Regions from separate parts of the Mus musculus genome. Here region 1 is linked to region 2. Evidence: chromatin contacts called from public promoter capture Hi-C data. All regions are on one chromosome and are shown on one strand. Each heading gives the region's core, a stretch centred on a gene start, on an enhancer-like site or on the middle of the called end of the contact. The rest is flanking DNA. Distances are from core to core; before and after follow the strand shown. Region 1 overlaps Gnptab (N-acetylglucosamine-1-phosphate transferase, alpha and beta subunits). Region 2 holds the start of Dram1 (DNA-damage regulated autophagy modulator 1).

Evidence for each region. Promoter capture Hi-C pulls out the DNA fragments that hold promoters and counts their contacts.
Region 1: a contact with region 2 is called in a promoter capture Hi-C map of macrophages, with 7 read pairs. The contact joins the enhancer-like site here to the promoter of Dram1 in region 2. A contact is called at or near these places in 1 of 39 promoter capture datasets (macrophages), 1 of 484 Hi-C or Micro-C datasets (uterus), 2 of 115 datasets of contacts at active chromatin or transcription factors (bone marrow-derived macrophages and embryonic stem cells) and 1 of 9 other capture datasets (adipose tissue).

Annotation. Positions count from the first base shown.
Region 1 is chr10:88,408,050-88,412,481 of GRCm38.p6, forward strand. Gnptab (N-acetylglucosamine-1-phosphate transferase, alpha and beta subunits) reads left to right here. Exons shown (of 21, transcript NM_001004164.3): 3 at 3,867-3,986. Among named protein-coding and RNA genes, the nearest start is that of Gnptab, 31 kb to the left of the region's middle. Within about 2 kb of position 1,907, at least 37 of the 459 cell types and tissues checked have an H3K27ac peak or open chromatin away from gene starts, as enhancers often do. A contact at or near this core is called in bone marrow-derived macrophages and macrophages, where this site is marked.
Region 2 is chr10:88,354,239-88,358,679 of GRCm38.p6, forward strand. Dram1 (DNA-damage regulated autophagy modulator 1) reads right to left here and starts at 2,837. Exons shown (of 7, transcript NM_027878.2): 1 at 2,554-2,837. The coding sequence starts at 2,684.

The DNA.
Region 1 (4,432 bases), core at 657-3,156, 53 kb after region 2:
CCTGTGACGTTTTACCTCTCAGACTTCATATCTGTTTAGTTTTTACTCAGCTAGACTATAAATGCCTCATCTCTTCTGGAGGGTAGGGTGAGAGCAGGGCCTCAGCATAACCCAGGCTGACCCGAGATCATCTTTTCTTGGGCCTCTTGAGAGTTTTGTAATTATAGGTAGGTGCTGCCAAGCTCTCGCTCACATCTTTCAAGCAAAAGGTGGTTGTCGGTTGTCACTTGGACAATTCTCCCATGAAGTAATTAATCCATGATGGAAGTATTTATATATATATACATATTGCCCAATCCTGTGTCCGGGCTGCAAGAAAGGGCAAATGGAGCGTGGATTTCCTCCTTGCTATGACCAGATATCTGACAAAGAGAGACTTGAAGGAAGGACAGGTTTATTCTGGCTGGTGATTCATAGTGGGGAAGGCGTGGTAGCTCAAAGCTTTGCAGGCAGGGCAGGTTGGTAGATATGGAAGCCAAGGCGGGAAATCCAGTGCTCAGCTAGTTTTCCCCCTTTGCCCCCCCTTTTTGTTATTTATTATTTTTTTAATATTTTTATTATTATGTATTTTCCTCAATTACATTTAGAATGCTATCCCAAAAGTCCCCCATACCCTCCCCCCCACTCCCCTACCCACCCATTCCCATTTTTTGGCCCTGGCATTCCCCTGTACTGGGGCATATAATGTTTGCATGGCCAATGGGCCTCTCTTTCCAGTGATGGCCGATTAGGCCGTCTTTTGATACATATGCAGCTAGAGTCAAGAGCTCCTGGGTACTGGTTAGTTCATAATGTTGTTGCACCTTTAGGGTTGCAGATCCCTTTAGCTCCTTGGATACTTTCTCTAGCTCCTCCATTGGGGGCCCTGTGCTCCATCCATTAGCTGACTGTGAGCATCCACTTCTGTGTTTGCTAGGCCCCTTTGCCCCCTTTTACTCAGTCTGGTACCCAAGCTAATGGGGATTGCGCTGCCCACATCCAGGGTGCCCCCCCCCCAGTTAATCCTCCTGAAATGCCTTCATAGGCATACTCAAGCCTGTGGCTCCCTGTCACCCTAGGCACCTCTAATATCAAGCTGATAATCAGAATGAAGTATCACAAAGACAAACTTTGGAAGTTGGCTATAAAGCAAACAAATGAACAAAAAACCTGTCCATTTATTTAGAAAAGGGAAAAAACCATCTAAAATGTCAACACCCAAACAGATGAGGGGTCTGCACCTTCAGAGTGGTGGGATTGCTTGTTTAGGTTTTTGGTCTTGTTTTTTTTTTCCTGGTTGTTTGGTGGTTTTGTTTTGTTTTGTTTTGTTAAGTCAGTGAACTAAGGAAACCTTCTTTTGGAAGAATAAACCTGAACAGAACCACTAAGGCAAGGCTGGGCCTCATTCTTATTTTGCAGATGATTTAAAAACAAGCGGGTTGGGGGAGACTCCATCCTCCTGCCTCACGCTGAGGGCTTTTCAGCAGACACGGCTGCTTCTGTGCTGGGTGATCTATTATCTCAGATGCTTTGGGAAGTGAAGCAAGAAGGTCTTATGTGCTTATGTGCACAGGAAGGAGTTATGTAGCTAGTAGAAGAGGTGGCAGGTTAGGTGACGAGGGCTCTGGGACAAAGGAAAGAGAGGGGTTGGACTTGGAACATCTATGGGGCACAGGAGGTGGTGGCTTTACTTAGACCAGGTCTTCACTTGGGCCAGTAGATAACTTCACTGTGTTTTGCTGTTTAAACTTCTGATTACCTTGCTGTATTTTTAATTATCCTTTTTACATTTGGCTGCATTTGATTGCCAAGGACGAGCCTCAGCATGGAGAGGGGTTCTGAGAGAAGGGGATGTCTGGGAGTGTCAAAGAGAATGACTCAAAGTCAAATCGTGGATCCAGGCTGATGACCTGTGTTCTGCTTGACACAGCTTTTCCAGTCTGCTTCTCTCTCTGTTCTGCTTTTTCTCTGGAGATTTCTCTGTCTATCTTCTGCTTGCTTCCTATTCTAATAGGTCTCTCTGTCCATGTCCTGCTTGTATGTGTGTGTGTGTGTGTGTGTGTGTGTGTGTGTGTGTGTGTGTGTTGTGTGTTGTGTGTTTTCTCCAAGCAGTTCTCTCTTTTTATCCTAATAAATTCTCAGGATAGCTCCTGCAGAACACAGGTCCTGTCTTATTTTACATATCAACCCAGTCATTTACTCCAAGGTAAGCATACCTTGTTTTCTTAAGTTGCAAAAGAATTCAGAGATCTGTCTGCCTTAATTAAGAACAGATGATAAGATAGTTGGGTGGAACCCTGCCCTGAAATTACCATTCCTACCACACCTGGGCCTTATCCTGCTCTGTCCTAGGCTGACCTTGAATTTGGGAATCTGCCTGCCTGTATCTTTCTGACAAGCTGGCTCATAGTATAACTGGTTTTGTTCCTTTAGATTCATGAAGCTCCTCATAATTCATATTGCATGCTTATATTTTGCATACTTGAGAAATACATATATGTGTGTGTGTGTATCACTCATGTATCTAGAGCTCTTTCCCATAGCCTTAAGGGCTGCCCTGAAGGTCCCAGCATTTACCATTTTTTAGAGACATTAGCCACACCCACCCTTCTTCTCCATGGATTTGTGCTATCTCAGATTATCGTGAAGTCTTGGAAGTTAACAGGAAGGCCAGTCCTCGAGAGGAACGTGAAATATGTACATTATACAACAAACCTTATGCCTTTGGCAGGCATTGCCCTTATGGAGGCTAACGCCAGGGGCCCTGTCCCAGGGGCAGGAACCAAGTCACTCTGTCCCCACCAAGGCCACGACGGGCCTGGCATTTGTTCCTGCCAATCCTGTATTTGTGGCAGATATTAGTGATAGGTTATCTATAGATTATCTACTCTAAACCAAGTTCTAAAACTAACACCCTCTACTCCCAGAAAACCTTTATTCTCACCCTGCTTGTTTTCTTGTAGCAAAGCACACCTACCATAGCCCAGACTTTAGCATTTGAACCATTTTTACAGTGTATGGTTGAAAGCAGCACCAAATGCACTCACGTGTTGCATGGCTGTCATCACATCTAATTCCAGAACTTTCTCCACTCCAAGCAATCCCCACCACCACCTACCTCATCCCCCCACCCCACCCCCATACCCAATGATCACTCCCTGCTCAACCAGAACTCAAGGCCTCTAAGGAGCTCCTTTTGTCTCCCCCATTAATCTTTATTACCCCCGTCATTGTGTGTGCATGGTGGCGGGGTGGCATGCCACAGGGTGTGTGTGGATGTCAGAGGATAACTCTTTCCTTACCTGTCCGGGGATCAAAATCAGGTCTTGGGTTTGTGCAGCAAGCACTCTGAATTCACCAAGCCATCTTGCTAGCCCTGAAAATAATCTTTAAAAAGGAAGGATATCAACCTCTTTAAGGGTGGCTGTGAGGATCAAATGGTTTCACGAAGTTTCTAAGGTAATGAAGTTCACAGAGATGGTATTGGTATTTGATAGACACCTCTCCGCCTGCAGCGGCCCAGAAAAGCACACAGTTCTGTCACCTTTTTATTGATTTTCTTTGATAATGTCTAATTTTAAACTCTGTTGTTTGTTTGTTTGTTGATTTTTAAAGACGGGGTTTCTCTGTGTGGCCCTGGCTGTACCTGGAATCCACTCTATAGACAAGGCTGTCCTCGAACTCAGATCAGCCTCCCTCTGCTTCCCGAGTGCTGGGATCAAACGCGTGCACCCCCCCCCCCCCCCAGGTTAAATTTAAACTCTTAAAAAGTTCTGTTAGAACCTTCCCCCCAAATGTTCTGAAAAACCTGCAGTTAACCTGGAGGGCTGTGGGTCTGCCCTAGGCCCTGTCTGCCCATTAACCCGAGGGCTGTGGGTCTGCCCTAGGCTCTGTCTGCCCATGCCAATCGACGTGGTTTACACCTGGGTGAATGGCACTGACCTTGAACTGCTAAAGGAGCTACAGCAGGTCCGAGAGCACATGGAGGAAGAGCAGAGAGCCATGCGGTGAGTCATTGTAAGAAGTAACCCACAACTGATGCACACGGGGGTGTACAGAGATGGGCAGGGTGACCACTCCAAGCTGGGTAAAGTCTTTCATCTGGAAGATTTGCTAAGAGTGTCCCACTATTTATAAACATCAGCAGTAAACTCCAGTAGCAGGTCGTTTGCACCATATACTGCAACGACTTCTCTGTCCCCGGGTGTAAAACGATGCCAGTCCGTAAAATGACCGGTAGCCCCATTCTATGGTTTATAAGTAAAACAGCCAGGTGGCATTTAAATGAGCTTTATTGGTTACAGTTTGAGGTACAGGGTTGTTGGTAGCATTTCATCCCTATCTGCTCAGCAGCTGTGGAATTAGTCTGTGGCCTGAAGTCCCGGTGCTAAGAGATGAGCACCTTATACGATTTGTTTATGTTTTCGGTGCCCTAAGCATTGTGACACTTCCC
Region 2 (4,441 bases), core at 1,587-4,086:
GGTTTCTCTGTATAGCCCTGGCTGTCCTGAAACTCACTTTGTAGACCAGGCTGGCCTCGAACTCAGAAATCCCCCTGCCTCTGCCTCCTGAGTGCTGGGATTAAAGGTGTGCGCCACCACGCCAGGCTGCAGAGGACTTTTGTAACTTTTGTTCTTTGTCTTCCTGTTCTGCCATGCTGGGGATTAAGCCCAGAGTTTTGTACATGTTTGCTAAGTGCTCCTATCTACTGATATAGCCCTGGATATCCTGGAACTCATTGTGTAGACCAGGTTGGCCTCGAACTCACAGAAATCCTGCCTCTGTCTTCCAAGTGCTGGAATTAAAAGCCTGTGTGACCTTTTTTACTTTAGTTCTTGATGTCTGCTTCGAGATGTCTAGCTCTTGCCTGTATCTGGCCATTATATCAATGGCTTAGAGACAGCCCAGTGCCCACCCCCGCTGTTAAAGAGGTAATAATCAATCCCACATCCCCAGGCACACTTGGGCAATCATGTTTGTTTTGGATTATAGTTCCTACCGATGTGAGGTCCATCCTGTGCCGTGGAGCCCCATAATTCATCACTCCTTAGAGCCTTCCTTGTTAATGTGTAAGCCCCTTTCTTGGAGTGCCTGTGTGTTCAGTATGTCACAAGTGTGTCACCTCATTCAGCTCATTGCTCCACTCTGGTTATCTCCCATAGATAACCAGATTCACTTTAAGGGAATGCCTTAAACTGCATCCGACACAATGGTTCCAGCCTTGCCTCTGACAGACTGGCTGGATCCATATCACATAGTAGCTGGGAGTGAACTTCAGATCTAGGAAAAGCATAGCTATTACGTCCTCAGGAGGGGAGCAAGGACGAGAAGAGCTCAATCTTATACACGTCCAAGCGAGTGGATTGTGGTTCATTAATGAGAGAAGGGACACAGGTGCTGGCACCCAGGACTGAGATGTGCTCTGAGGAACCATTCCAAGGGTTTTTCAGGGACACAAGGCCAACTACTAAAGTCTTCTTCAGGGCTGGAGAGATGGCTCAGAGGTTAAAAGCACTGACTGCTCTTCTAGAGGTCCTCAGTTCAATTCCCAACACCCACAGGGTAGCTCACAACATCTGTAACGGGATCTGATGCCCCCTTCTGGTGTGTCTGAAGACAGCTACAGTTCTCTGTCTCTCTGTCTCTGTCTCTGTCTCTGTCTCTCTCTCTATATATATATGTACACACACACACACACACACACACACACACACACACACACGCACATATAATCTTTAAAGTCTTCCTCAAAGGACACAGATACCCAGATACCCGTCATTTAACATGGAAATGTTAAAGAGGATCAAGCTGTTGTGAGGCTATGCCAGTACCTGGCAAATACAGAAGTGGATGCTCACAGTCACCTATTTGATGGAACACAGGGCCCCTAATGAAGGAGCTAGAGAAGAACCCAAGGAGCTGAATGGGTCTGCAACCCTATAGGTGGAACAACAATATGAACTAATCAGTACCTCCCCTACCAGAGCCGTGTCTCTAGTTGTATATGTAGCAGAGGATGACCTAGTCGGCCATCAATGGGAGGAGAGGGCCTTTCTTTTGAAGATCATATGCCCCAGTACAGGGGAATGCCAGGGCTAAGCAGCAGGAGTGGGTGGGTTGGGGAGCAGGGTGGGGGGAGGGTATAGGGGACTTTGGGGATAGGGTTTGAAATGTAAATGAAGAAAATATCTAATAAACAAAAAAGGAGGATCAAGCTGTTGTCCCAGCTGTGGATAAAGGACCCTCAGGAAAGACGGAGACTAAGTAGGAAACAAAGTAATAAATAAGGGCAAGAAACTTCACAGGTTTTGACAACTTGAGGACTCTGACTTTAGAGGCACCAGGTCCAGAGGAGTATGAGGCAGGTCCATCCTAAAGGTGCTGCTGTTGGCACAAGGGGTCCAGGGTTGCTTTTACGCCAATGACCTACTGGTGTATCTCCACCAGTTTAAACCTCCATTTTCTTTCATGGAAAAGAAATTTTAGCTGTTAGAAATGAGCCCCCTGTGGTGGTGAAGACTTTTAAATCCCAGCACTAGAGAAGCAGAAGAAGGTAGACTTGTGTATACCACCCTAGACTTCAGGCCAACCTGGGCTACATAGGGAGATCCAGTCTCAGAGACAGAGAGGGGGAGAGGGAGGGAGGGGAGGAGCCAGGAGTTGTTGGGAAGAGAAATAAGTGAGCGGTTTGCCACATGCCTGGATCTACTTACAATAAATGGTATCTTAGGAACTCTCCTTGTCTGAGTGTCACCAAAGAAGGCTCTCCCCAAGATTTTATCCCATACCCCAGGTCTAAAGGTGCCACCAGCTGTCTAGCTGTCTGCTTGATGCGCGGCTCTGAGCACTGTTTCTCATTAAAGGCAGAACCCACACGTGCTTCCTGACTCTCTAAACTTGCCCGGGGATCCCAGAGATTATCTTGTCACACCTTTCCACTACCTCAAGAATTTCCACTACCCATGCCTGGCTTGCACGCCTTCCCTCCCTCTCAGCTCACCTGGTCCCTCCCTCACGCTCCTCTTGCCCCTCACCTGATATAGGGGAGAAAGGGGTTGACGTGCCCAGAGAGCACCGCGACCACGTAGGAGATGATGAAGGCTGCGGACGACCAAGTCACCAGGAGGAAGGGGACGAAAGCCATTCCCCTGAGGAAGCACAGCATCGCGGTGAGAGGGCGCTGAGCTCGTCGGACCAAGAAGCTGGCTTGCTGCGGACTGCCTGGAGGCGGTGGCCAAGACACAGACAGCTAACGGCGCGGCGGGACAGAGACTCCGGGACGGCCGGGACAGGCCCAGCCCCGGAGGGAGGGAAGCGCTCAGAGACCCGAGGGCGGAGGGCGGACGGGCAGCCGGGTGGGTGGGGCGCGGGCGGTCCTGGCTTGTTGCGAAACCGGTGAAGTCACAAAGCGGCAGCCTGGTCCCGCGGAGCTAGAGCGCGCAGCCACCTCCCCGCCCACGCCACGCCACGCGGGACCGCTCGGCTTCCTTTCGCTTTTGCTTGATACAGCGACGGGTGGGTGCGGCGGGAGACGCGGGACCCCGCGAGGCTGGCCAGCTCTTGGGCAAGTCCCGCCAAACTGGCTGGATTCCCAGCTCCTCCTTCCCTTGGGGGTTTTTCCTCTGAGCCTCTCTCTCCAGCACCCACTGAGCTTCCTTCCAGAGCCTTGGCCACCAGTGATGCGCACCCCATCGGGTCCCGCTATGGGTTCTGGGGTTCAGGCAAAGGGGCTCAGTGGTGTTTGGGCCACTGGGCATGGACGTCACATACACCTTTGTGATAAGCAGCGGGAAAGCCAAATCGCATAGTAACCAGGCCTGATAGCACAAGTCTGTCATCCCTGCTGCCTGGCTACTAAGGAGGCTGAAGCAGGAGGATCACAAGTTCAAGGTCTGAATTCGCAGCTTAGTGAGCCGCCCTCTAAAGAGCTGGAAATTTAGCCCAATGGTAGAGCACTTGCCTAGAATGGACAAAGGATCTAATTCAGGCAAGTGACAGAAAGGGTTGGATCCAGCCCTGGCCCACCCACCAAAAGCTACTTGGAGTATATATCTGTTCCCACCAATTCTACTTGGAGTATTTATTTCCTAGCAGCAAGACAAGATGACTTGATCCATTTCAGATCCACCCAGCCAGACACCACCTAAACCAAACCAATTGGTGTTCCTGAAGCACTGGCCAGCTCTGCGGGTCTGAGCTATAGTTTGGGAATTCTGAGCCCACTTTTGGCCATAGATGACCTAATACAGGTTCATCTCAGCCACATAAATGTGCCTTGTGTGCCATACCATGCTAGGGAATAGCCTACAGGGATTGTGAGTTCCTGTCCTGACTTCCTTTGGTGATGAACAGCAATGTGGAAGTGTAAGCTGAGTAAACCCTTTCCTCCCCAACCTGCTTCTTGGTCATGATGTTTGTGCAGGAATACAAACCCTGACTAAGATACAAGGTAAAGCTGTATACCCAAAGACAAATGCAGACTACTTAAGGGATTTTTGTTAATTACAATGAATATGCTAATTTTGAGGAAAGCCAGCATAATGATGATTCATTTCAATTGCCAACTTAATGATATTAGGAGATACCTAGAATATTAATGTAACACACCATGGATGTGTCTCTGAAGGCATTTCCCAAAAAGGCTTAACTTCAAGCAAGCAGCACCATCCCATGGGCTCTGAGTGAATAAAAAGGAGAGGAAGAGAAAGCCAGGGGAACATTTTCTCCCTCCCTCGGTGCTTCAGATCAAGTTGGTCTACTGTGTGACTTGCCTGCCATGGTGGGCCGAATTCCTGTGAACTGTGAGCCAAAATAAGTCCTTCCACCTTTAAGCAGCCTTTTCTTAGGTAATTAGTCACAGCAAGGACAGTAATGACTGCAAGTGTGTATGGGGACTGACAACCAAAGGCTGCTGGTGCCAGA